2 separate regions of the Hordeum vulgare genome follow, and region 2 is linked to region 1. The links are chromatin contacts, called in public Hi-C maps. All regions are on one chromosome and are shown on one strand. Each heading gives the region's core, a stretch centred on a gene start, on an enhancer-like site or on the middle of the called end of the contact. The rest is flanking DNA. Distances are from core to core; before and after follow the strand shown. Region 1 holds the start of LOC123402983 (putative E3 ubiquitin-protein ligase LIN-1). Region 2 holds the start of LOC123402658 (testis-expressed protein 2-like).

Evidence for each region. A called contact is a pair of places that touch in the nucleus more often than the background predicts.
Region 2: a Hi-C map of leaf shows a contact between it and region 1, with 6 times the contacts expected there. The contact joins the promoter of LOC123402658 here to the promoter of LOC123402983 in region 1. A contact is called at or near these places in 2 of 6 Hi-C or Micro-C datasets (leaf and seedling).

Annotation. Positions count from the first base shown.
Region 1 is chr6H:107,538,693-107,544,566 of MorexV3_pseudomolecules_assembly, forward strand. LOC123402983 (putative E3 ubiquitin-protein ligase LIN-1) reads left to right here and starts at 3,411. Exons shown (of 7, transcript XM_045096956.1): 1 at 3,411-4,404; 2 at 4,517-4,649. The coding sequence starts at 3,494.
Region 2 is chr6H:107,831,310-107,837,183 of MorexV3_pseudomolecules_assembly, forward strand. It overlaps LOC123402658 (testis-expressed protein 2-like), which reads left to right and starts at 2,465. Exons shown (of 7, transcript XM_045096591.1): 1 at 2,465-2,777; 2 at 3,600-3,850; 3 at 4,175-4,841; 4 at 4,922-5,234; 5 at 5,615-5,697. The coding sequence starts at 2,598.

The sequences.
Region 1 (5,874 bases), core at 2,161-4,660:
ATCGTGTCATTTTGTTGCTATTGTTTTCTGCAAGTATTCATTCCCATGACCATGGGATCACGTAACTCACTGACACCGGAGGAATGCCTTATGTGTATCAAACGCCGCAATGTTACTGGGTGACTATAAAGGTACTCTACAGGCATCTCCGAAGGTGTCCGTTGAGTTAGCATGGATCAAGACTGGGATTTATCACTCCGTCTGATGGAGAGGTATCTCGGGGCCCACTCGGTAATACAACATCACATACAAGCCTTGCAAGCAATGTGACTAAAGAGTTAGTCACGGGATCTTGTATTACGGAATGAGTAAAGAGACTTGCCGGTAACGAGACTGAAATAGGTATGGGGATACCGACGATCAAATCTCGGGCAAGTAACATATCGAAGGACAAAAGGAATGATGTACGAGATTGTTTGAATCCTTGACATAGAGGTTCAACCGATAATATCTTCGTAGAACATGTAGGATCCAATATGGATGTCCAGGTCCCGCTATTGGATATTGACCGGAGAGTGTCTCAGGTCATGTCTACATAGTTCTCGAACCCGCAGGGTCTGCACACTTAAGGTTCGGTGACGTTTATGTATAGTTGAGTTATAGGTGCTGGTGACCAAAGTTTTGTTTGGAGTCCTGGATGAGATCCCGGACGTCACGAGTGTTACCGGAATGGTCTGGAAACGAAGATTGATATATAGGAAGTTGGTATTTGGATTCCGGAAGATTTTCGGGCATTACGGGTAGTGTACCCGGAGTGACGAATGGGTTCCGGGGGCCCACCTAGTGGGCCCACCATGCCCCAAGGGGTCCACATGAGTTTATTGGATGCACAATAAGGCTTAATGGGCTGACAAGTCATCCAAGGAAAGCCCATGAGGAAAAGGTGGAAAATCCAAAAGAGGTGGGCAATTTAGGAAGGAGTCCTAATCCAAGTGGGATTGGAGGAGGACTCCTCCCTCCTCCACTTCGGCCGAGCCAAGGAGGCTCTCCTTGAGCCTCAAGGCTAGCCCCTCCCTCCTCCTATATATACTAGAGGGTTTATGGTTTTTTGAGAAACAACTTTGCCACGTGCAATCCTAAACCTCTACTTCGTAGTTCTCCCTCTAGATCGGATTTCTGCGGAGCTTAGGCGAAGCCCTGCAGGAATAAGATCACCACCACCACCACCGGCGCGCCGTCACGCTGCCGGAGAACTCATCTACTTCCCCGTCTCTCTTGGTGGATCAAGAAGGCGGAGATCGTCATCGAGCTATACATGTGCTGAACGCGGAGGTGTCGTCCGTTCGGTACTAGATCGGGACGGATCGTGGGACGGCGGCGATTTGGATCGCGAAGACATTCCACTACATCAATCGCGTTTCTTAACGTTTCCCGCTTAGCGATCTACAAGGGTATGTAGATCCGATCTCCCTCTCGTAGATGATCATCACCATGATATGTCTTCGTGTGCGTAGAATTTTTTTTGTTTCCCATGCTACGTTTCCCAAACGAAAATTCATAAGCTGCATTGCATCTTGATCTTCACGGATTTCAACTTATATTCTAGGTATTTCAAAATCGTTGGTTTGGGCTACACTATCACCCTCATCCTTGACGATCATATTGTGCAAAATAACACGACATGTCATCACGTGCCACAAAGTTTCTTGTTCCCACATCATTGAAGCCCCACGAACAATTCCCCAATGCGCTTGGAGCACTCCAAAAGCCCTCTCCACATCCTTCCTAGCTCATTCCTGCATTGTTGCGAAGTGCTTTTGTTTTCTGCCAAGTGGTTCGAATATGGTCTTCACAAATGCAGCCCATCGGCAAGATAGTATCCCATGTTGTAGAATCTCATGCTCGAAGGTGATTCCCCATTGCAAAGCCTCCTGAACACCGGAGATCATTGAAGCACGTTGATGTTGTTGTGAGAACCTAACATTCCAAAGAAAGCATGCCAAATCCATAAGTCATGTGATGCCACCGCCCACCGCCTCTAGTATGATGGTGACCTCTTTTGTGTGACCTTGGTACATTCCTCGCAAAGCTTTGGGGCAGTTTTCTCCATTACCAATGCATGCAATCGATTGATCTCAGCATTCCTGAAAACCCTCTCGCCTCTCCAATTGCCAACAACTTCTCCATGTCCTGTGCATTTGGCTCTCTCAGATACTCTGCTCCAACACCTCCAACACAGCACGGGCAAACCTGACATTAGTTTTCACGCATGTGCTCTCCTCCATCCCGACCATCTCACCAACAACATCAGCCGCAGTACCAAGTGCAAGCATTCTCATAGCAGCCGTGCACTTCTGCTTGGCACATAAAGAGAGTTGACCGCAACAATCCTTTGTGAGCTTGAAGTAGTCATCATGTGCCTCCACTGCCTCCACAATGCGTAAGAACAATGGTTTTCGCATGCGAAAACGATGACGAAAAATGTATCAGCTGGGAAAGTTGAATCCGTATTAAAATAATCCTTGTGTAGTAGCTTTGCTCGGGATACCCTACCCCAATTGATGACTCTTCGCGCTTTGATTGAGCCCTTGAAATTGAGAATGTACTCCGCTTCCCGGTCCATTTCCCTTTGCATGATCATGAGCATCATCATGTCCACTTCTTCGTCTGAATCCGATGAATCCGATGAATCGAACCGCATCGGAATCCATCGTTTCTCCTAAAAAATTGACCAACAAATCCGGTCAGACATTCTGTCAAACACATTCGGCGCAAGACACATCGAGAGAGTTGCAAGACATACCACGGTGTCTTCCGGGCCGGCGACGACGTCGTGCACAAAGAGGTCGGGAGAGATGATCCCTTTCACCGAGTGGCTAGGGTGGCAAAGGCTACTAGGCGACGCAGCGCGCGGAGGAAGAAGAGAGGAAAACAGAAACTGGATCCGGTAGTTCTGTGGGGTGGATTTGGTGCAATTTGAGGTATAGTCGGGCTATCCGGTCCGACGTGATGGACGTGCCCGGGCTCCCATATCCGTCCCATATTTGGGCTGAAAATGGGTGCGAGTCAGACTAGGTGTTTGAGCCCTTTTTGAAAGATCTATGTTAGTTGATTTTTGTGACCAGATAATGATCGGACGGTCTGTTCAAACGTTTGAGGAGGGTTTAAGAGTCGGTTTAAAGATGCTCTAAGCCGGCAATTTTTTTTAAAACACAATGCTCCAGCTCCTCCACTAATAAATCTGTGTAGGAGTACAAATTAAGCAGAGTTTAATTTGGTTCAGCTCTCGGGCTCTCGATCAGTCTCTGCTGCCGCATAGCGACGGGCACGCTTCGCTTGTCGTTGTCGTCGTCCACGCCAGCGCCAGCGCTGCATGGGAGCATGCATGGCCGTGCCCTTGCCCGTGGGGCTTGACCCACCGGCGGCCCCGCGCTTTTAACCGTGCCACTGCCACCCTCTCTCCCCCCTAAATGCTTCGGGGAGAGGGCCGCACTGCACACGGCGCCTTCTAGTTCCGTTCCAGCCAGCTCTCGCCCCAAGAGCAAGAAGCGCGATGCCGCCGCCGCCGCCGTCCTCCTCTTCCTCCCTCCGCGACCTGCTCGCGCGGGAGTGCTCCGAGCTCCCCGAGCCCGCCGCCGCGCCGTGCCGCACGGTGTCGAGCAGGCACGGTGCCGACGACGCGGTGGGCACGGTGGTGTCGATGCTTTCCGGGTACGCGGGGCGGTTCTCCAAGGACGCGGAGTTCCGGCGGGCGCTCCGGGAGAAGTGCGCACCCTGCCTCGCGCCCGCGGGGGAGGCGGCAGCGAAGGAGCACGCCGTGCTGCTGGCCGACCTCGAGCTGGCCATCGAGAGCATCGAGCGCCTCGCCGACGCCTCCCCGTCCCCGCGGGACTCCAAGATCCGCTCGCTTCGCAACTCCATCCGCCTCCTCGGCGTCGTCGCCGCGCTCCACGCGCCGCCAGGTCCCGCCGACTCTGGCGAGGGTGACGCCCGCGGGGTGCCCAGCTCCCACCTCTCCGCGTGCGCGCAGCTCTACCTCGCCGTCGTGTACAAGATGGAGAGCGACCCCCACCTCGCGGCGCGCCACCTCCTCCAGGTGTTCGTCGACGCGCCCCACCTGGCCCGCAAAACCCTCCTCCCGGACCTCTGGGCCCACGTCTTCCTCCCCCATCTGCTCCATCTCGAGGTCTGGCTCGCCAATGAGTCCGAGCTCGTCGCCGGCTGCGACGGCGGCGACGCCGACGGCCGGAGCAGCAGGAGGATGAAGACCCTGCAGAGGCTGTACGACGACCAAATGGACAGCGGCACTGCTCAGTTCGCAATGTACTACAAGGAGTGGCTCAAACACGGCGGCGATGCCCCGCCCGCCACCCCCTCCGTGCCATTGCCTTCGACGCCGTGGAGTTTCGACAAGTGGGAGAAGCACTCGTCGTCACTGCGCACGAGCTCCATCAACAGAAATCTGTGCGTGAACCTCGTCAATAGACAGTTTGCTGTTTGATATGAGTCAATTAGGATAAGAATGCACCATCCAAAATTGGTATAAGAATGCCTTGAGATCATCTGATTTTTACAGGTACAATGCCGTTTTTGGCATCTCGTTTGAGCAGGAGGATGCGAAGCTGCCTGATGAGGCCGAATATGTCTTGGATATGGATGTGCAATTGGATGAAAATCCAGGTAGCTTGAAGATGGAGAAGCTTGCTCATGTGAGTCAACAGTTCCTTTCTTGCCATTATATATGGTGATTAGCCTGATAGGCCGACACGCCACACGGTGTAAGTTTGTGCGTGTGTCTCTGATTAGGACTACCAGTATGCCTTGGACAAGGGACAAGTTATGATCACTCATCGCTGTCCTGATAATTTGGATAGACAGCTGCCTGTGTCCCAGGGTATCGTATTTGTTTTCTATGGTGTGGGGACTAGAGAATTTTGGCTGCATTTCAAGCAATTTAAGGTGCAAGGCTGAACTAGAGCCCAGAGTTTTTAGTTGCACGTTAGAACATTGCAATAGCATTTGCAGTACATATTTTTTCTAAAGATAGATATAACGGTAATTCTAATTTGACATTGCAAAGTTCATTCAGAGTGAACTGTACTATAGTGCTTCCAAAAATATTGTTATTGTTATTGGTGTCTGGTAAATAGTTTTCGTACATCTTTGTGCTCATCTTGTTTTATTTCTCTCTTAATTGTTGACTGTATTTCTCGCATTCATGTAACTTTCATGTTGCTATGGCTGAGTGCCTGAGTTTTATTAGTATCCAATACTGAGAGGCCGAGGCTGTAGTTTTTCCTAGTATTGCGAAAGTTAAACGAGCAAACAAGGTTTTAAGTTTTCGTTCCTTTAGCTGTAAAATTACACTTTGCTTACTTGCAAATGAGAAGTTCTGTAAAGCCCCATGGTTCCATTGTGATCCAAGATATACTCACAATCTGGATTATATCTGCAGAGAAGGGGCCAACTTTCCGGAATTTGCTTTTGGATCCTGGGCTCCATGGAGCCTGGTTTTTTTTTTTTTTTACAAAAACCGTATTTTGAAGTTCAAAAACTTTTGAAAAAAAAAACTACACATGAACCTAGGGATGTATATACATCTCTGTAAATTTTCATGATGGAATACGTTGTGGTTCAAGCTACACACACAAAAAAAAATGATGTCTCTCTACCACGTATACTATTTTCACTATAAAAGCCTATGATTTTATTTTTTTATACAGCTCACACCAAAGCGTATTTGATCATGAAACTTCACAGAAATTTAGTATACATCTCAATGTTCATGTGTATTTTTTCAGAATTTTGGAAGATATGGAAGGTGAAAAGAAATGCTTTATCTGGGCTAGTTATTGTTGAGAAACTTTAGTTCCTAGAATATTTTTATCTTTACACCCTCATAGTAGTTAAAACTTAAACGTCAGCCAAGACTGA
Region 2 (5,874 bases), core at 1,215-3,714, 290 kb after region 1:
CATGAACTCCTCAAACTATGGTCATCACCGGGAGTGGTTCTGGTTATTGTCACTCCGGGGTTGCCGGATCATAACACATAGTAGGTAACTACAACTTGCAAGATCGGATCTAAAACACACATATATTGGTGACAACATAATAATTTCAGATCTGAAATCATGGCACTCGGGCCCTAGTGACAAGCATTAAGCATGGCAAAGTAGTAGCAACATCAATCTCAGAACATAGTGGATACCAGGGATCAATCCCCATCAAAACTAACTCGATTACATGATAGATCTCATCCTACTCATCACCGCCCAGCGAGCCTACGAATAGATTACTCACGAACGACGAAGAGCTTCATGGAATTGGAGAGGGAAGAAGGTTGACGATGACGATGGCGACGATCTCCCCTCTCCGGAGACCAAAACGGACTCCAGATCTGCCCTCCAGATGAAGAACAGGTGGTGGCGGCGCCTCCGTATCGAAAACGCGATGAAAACTTCTCTCTTTATTTTTTCTGGGACGAAAGTGAACTTATAGACCTAAGGTTGGGGGCGGTAGAGCCGTGTGGGCCCCACAAGCCTGCCCACCGCCACCAGGGGGGTGGTGGCGGAGCCAGGGCTTGTGGCCCACTGGCCCACCCCCTCAGGTGGAACTTGGCGCAGATATTTTTCTTATTTTCCAAAACTGCTCCCCGTAAATTTTTAGGATATTTGGAGAACTTTGATTTCTGCACAAAAATAACACCAAGGCAATTCTGCTGAAAACAGCGTCAGTCCAGGTTAGTTACATTCAAATCATGCAAATTAGAGTCCAAAACAAGGGCAAAAGAGTTTGGAAAAGTAGATACGATGGAGACGTATCAACGACAGGCTTACATGGGCGCCGGTTGAAAACATGTGATGCGTGACCATGGTTCTAATTGTTTGGCCAAGTTCATGTCAGGACTCTACTATACGCACGGGAGGTGGTGGGCACACATGATGATGTCGGCTAGGTGGTCCTCTTTGAGTGCAGAGTTTGGAGTTCTCGTTTGAAAACTCTAGATCCATCCTCCTATGGTTGAACGTAGCAATGATGTCATTCATGTGGTGTTCCTTTGTTGAAGGCATTGTAGAATTTGCTTGGCCTCCTCTCCGGGGTGAGAACTTATGATTTGACTTCGATGTTTGGTACAACAACGACAACATCGATGCATCGTTTGCTTCTCGGAGGCGTCGTTGTTGCAGCACGTATCATGTCATCTAGGTTTTCATCATTGATGGTTGTTGATGATGTTTGTTCTGGTTGTTCTATTTGGTCAATGTTCTTTTTTTTCTCTTGTGATAGTTTGGTCGTGTGCATTCATGTTGTGTCAAGTAGTTCATGAGATCAACACTAGCACAAAATCAGACTTTGGAGGAGGTTTTGGTTGCCATCGGTGGTTGTGAGTTCTTCCTCAAACATGTGTCACTAATACTTGGCACATCGAAAGGAGTTTTCAAAACCGCCTCCAAAGTATCGCCCTAAAGGAGGTTATTGCGTTAGAACAGCCTTGAATGCTCGATATGCCGGATGTGGTTTCATAATTCAACCACGTGCAATAATTTCCTACTAAAAACGGTTTCCGTTTTTCCAGCGGCCTTCATTTATTTATTTTTAATCGGGTCAATATTTTTAATTCTTAAGAAGTATCGCCAAGGAAAATGAAAGCAACATCCAAATAAACTAGAACTACACCATTCATTTGCACAAATCTTTGGGTCTCATAATAGATAGACATACATCATACACATGTACATTTACACACTTCACAACTTTGGAATGTGTTTGAAAACCTAAAATGATTGAAAGAGGGTATCCCAAAAAGAGCAACATCCACAATAATTTATTCTTTATGTTGAGTTGCACATCACCGAGACTTCATCTTCTCTTAAAAACATGTATAGTGCAACTAAAAAATAAAGCCACATGCCAAAGAAATATTTGTAGATCTACATACCGAGACATCGAACTTATGAACTAGATACCGACCTACATAAAGGAGATGACAAGAATGATTATCTCACCATGGTGTAAAACACCTAGGCCAAAACGCCAAGTCGCATGACTCATACATAACATCTCGGTCAAGATATCAACTATCCCGATCTTTTTAAATATTATAGCATGAACTTTGAGACACACAACCCATATTCAAAATGATGGGTTCGGAGTACTAGGTGCCTACCCATGTTCCTCCTTCATCTATTCGTATTTTTCTGCGCGATAAATAAATAAATAAATAAAGTCATTTGTCTATGAGGTATGATTGCATATGTCAATATCAAGCTTGAGATTGCCAACAGGACATGCCAATATGAAGTATGATTGCATTTGTCTCCACGTGGCATTATGTGCAGCTGTGTGCGCCGTGCCGTGAAGCGAAAAGCGCGTTCGGCGTTCACCATTTAACCTCCTTTCATAAAAAGGCCATAAAGCAACAGGGACCGTGACAGGCGGGCCCCATGCACGTCCGTCCTCCCTCCTTGACAATGCTGACTTGTTCTCCGCCTCTTCTTTCCTATGTTCTCTTGTGGGCTGCGGAGCTGCCTCGCCTGGGAAGGTCCCCTCGTCATCGTCGTCGTCGCCCATGGCGGTGGCGATCTTCCTCTCGGGCTTCCTCCTCGGCCTCCTCGCGCTCGCTCTCGCGGAGGGGGCGGCGATTCTCTGGGCCGTCAGCTCCCTGCGCCGCCGCCGGCCAAGCCCTCCGCCTCCGGAGGCCGCCGCCGCCGAGCTCTCCGGCGACCGGCCGTTCCCCGCCGAGAAGCAGGTCGATAAACTTGAAATTGTCCCTCCCACTCTCCCGTCTCTACCAATTTCCCTCTCATGTTTTCCTGCGTCGCAATTGCAATCCTTTGGAGCAGGCAAGACAAGCAAATGAGGGGTCTGTCAATAGCTTGCAGGAATGCTCGTTTACTTTATGCAGAATACCCAGATTCTTCCGCCTTTCTCTAATAATTATTATGGCTGAACTCCTGATGGTGGTTCGAGAAGCAATCTGTTCTCCTGAATTTGCGCCTTCTCTCTGCTCTGTTCGAAAGCAATAACCTGCATCATTTTCTTTAATTGTGCTACTAGACCATCAACTAGCCGTACTCACCATTGGACATTGGCCCTGTTTGGAACCACCCAGATTATATAATCTGGTTTTTATAATTTATTGTATTTTCAAACAGGACAGTTTATATTGTAGATTTTATAAACTAGATGACCAGATTATTATAATCTCATAATCTGCTCTACCCCAGCTAAAATGAGATTATGGATTACAAATGACGTGTTACCCTTGTAAACTTCAAGAGAATTACGCAGTGCCACCGCCACTTTCCTATATTTCCTTGTAAACAGAAGGCAAACATGTCATTGTACAATTTAAAAGCTGGTTTACAGTTTATATAATCTGGCATCCAAACATGCCCACCTGGATTATTTTTATAAACCAGATTATGTAATCTATGTTCATAATCCAGATTATCATAATCTATTATGGTTCCAAACAGGGCCAAACTCTCACACGCTGTGCCTGGTGTTGATTCGAGAAAGGTATGCTCGTAATTTGGATCATTTCACCTGACAGCCATACTTGTTGCAGGGTTTTCTCTGGATGTTAGAGCCAGGAAAGGTGCCAAAAGTTAGCAACGGCAACCGCTTACCACCAACTGGGGTTCAGAAAGGCATGAAGGATAAAAAGAACATCGTCGAGGTTTCTCCGATAAGGATGAGGGCTAAAATGAAAGGCCACTCGCTTTTCTTGACAGGTCCCGATGGTTCTCAGATAACCATTGAGCTTTTGGATTGCACTGTTCTTGCTGTTTCTGCATCTAACCTACCTTCACGTAAATGGTTTGTGCAAATGCAATTTGTTACCGTACATTAATCTTCAACATTTTCACCTTGCATTAAACCGTATTTATGTTGAGTGTGTATCTTGTTAAATATGACTTGTATTGTCGACATCATGGCCTTGGCATATGATACGATAGGCTAGATAAGCGTGCTTATGTTTTGGATTCAGCTAAAGACTAAGAACGCTTTAGTTTTCAAGTTAAGAGTGACTTTATTTTCCTAATTTTTTTTGCCTATTTGAATGTGGATGCTGCAATACAGTTTGCATCTGCACTCTAGTTTCAATGCAACTAGCATTTTTATGTATCCGTTTGCTTTCAGGTCTAAGAGGTATCCGATAAAACTAGAAAGCAAGGGATCTGACATTTGCAAGCGGAGCAAGGTATGCTATCTTTATGTGGACACCTCTTGGGAGAAAGAATCATGGTGTAAAGCACTTCGTCTTGCATCTTCTACAGACAAGGAAAAACTAAAACTGCATAACAGGTTGAGCGAAGAGTTCAGAAGTTACATATCCTCTTTGCACGCTGGATACCCTTGTTTCCTGAAATCAACTGTTTCTGCTGAGGATCGTGAAATTATGGACAAGTCAGTAAAGTCTGATGGGTCGTCAAAAGCACGCCTTTTCCTTAAAAAGTTGGCTAGGAAGGCATCTATAAAAGCTTCCCAGTTCACTAGAACAAGCTCAAACTCAGCACAAGCAGAAAGAAAGACGCTCCAAAAAACATGCAGCTGCAATGGTGCTGCACTGATTGATGCACAAGAAGAAAGGTCAAGCAGTAATCCATCATCACTAGACATAAAGCAACCCAGTACGCCTAGTTCTGATTTCAGTCACAGCAACAGATTCTCAGATTCTCCTGATACAAATGTAGATGAAAAGTTTACCGATGAAGGCACACTTTGTTGGAACCTCCTGATCTCTCGGTTGTTTTTTGATGCTAAAATGAGTGACGATATAAGTAAATCCATTAAAGCACGTCTTCAGGTTAGATAATGCCTATATTTAAAATAAGTAAACTCACCCTTCAAACATATTTGCTAATGGCTAGTTTTCCTGTTATTCAGCGAAAATTGTCAAACATGAGAACTGCTGCCTATATTGGTGAAATTACACTTACTGATTTCAATCTTGGAGAACTTCCACCATATTTGCGAAGGATGAGAGTCGTCCCAAGGGATCTGAATGAAATGTGGGCTTTCGAATTTGATTTTGAATATTGTAGTGAAATTATACTGAATGTTGAAGCAAGACTTGAGGTTCAGGAACCAGAGCTGAAAAAAGACATAATGAGAAGTACTCCTGAAGCGAATACTAATGGCAACCAATTTGGACCTTCGCAACTTTTGGCTTCTGTAGTGGAAGATGAAGATGAGGCAGGTTTGTTTGAATTTTCCATACATTTTCTTTCTATTGCTTATTATTTCTCAGAATGACCATTTTGTTTTTTATGCATATGACTAAGCTCATAGTAAATGATGTATCAAGCTCCTCCTGAGTCCCGAAACTAGTGTTTGAATTATTATGTTCATATATTTCGGCTCATGTTCATGTGCTTCTTGACTTCCTTTCATCATAACTGCACGCTGTGCATAATTATATCCTAATTCTTATGTTCTTTCCTTTGACCCGTCGAAAGCAAGTTTCTTCATTCAGTACTTTATAACTTAAAACTTACTGCGATGAGTGAAACTTGCGAATTTGCAGTCGTCTTGATGCATAATCAGTGACTCGGAATGCTTGTTTATCTTTTGTACCAGATGTGTTAAGGCGCTCAAAGAGAACTGGGAGGACATCAAGGTGGAAAAATATCTTGCATTCAATTACTGACCATGTCTCTCAGGTTAGTTCTCGTTTTACTTTCTTATTACACAGACTGCAGTACGATATTGTTTACGCTTTAGACATCCAATTGGTAGTGAACAGTGGACTAAGGGTTGTACATCAAAATCTAGTCTGGCTATTTATAGTGAAGAATTTTTCCTGCAATTTAAATTAACCATGTATACCTGACTCCCCC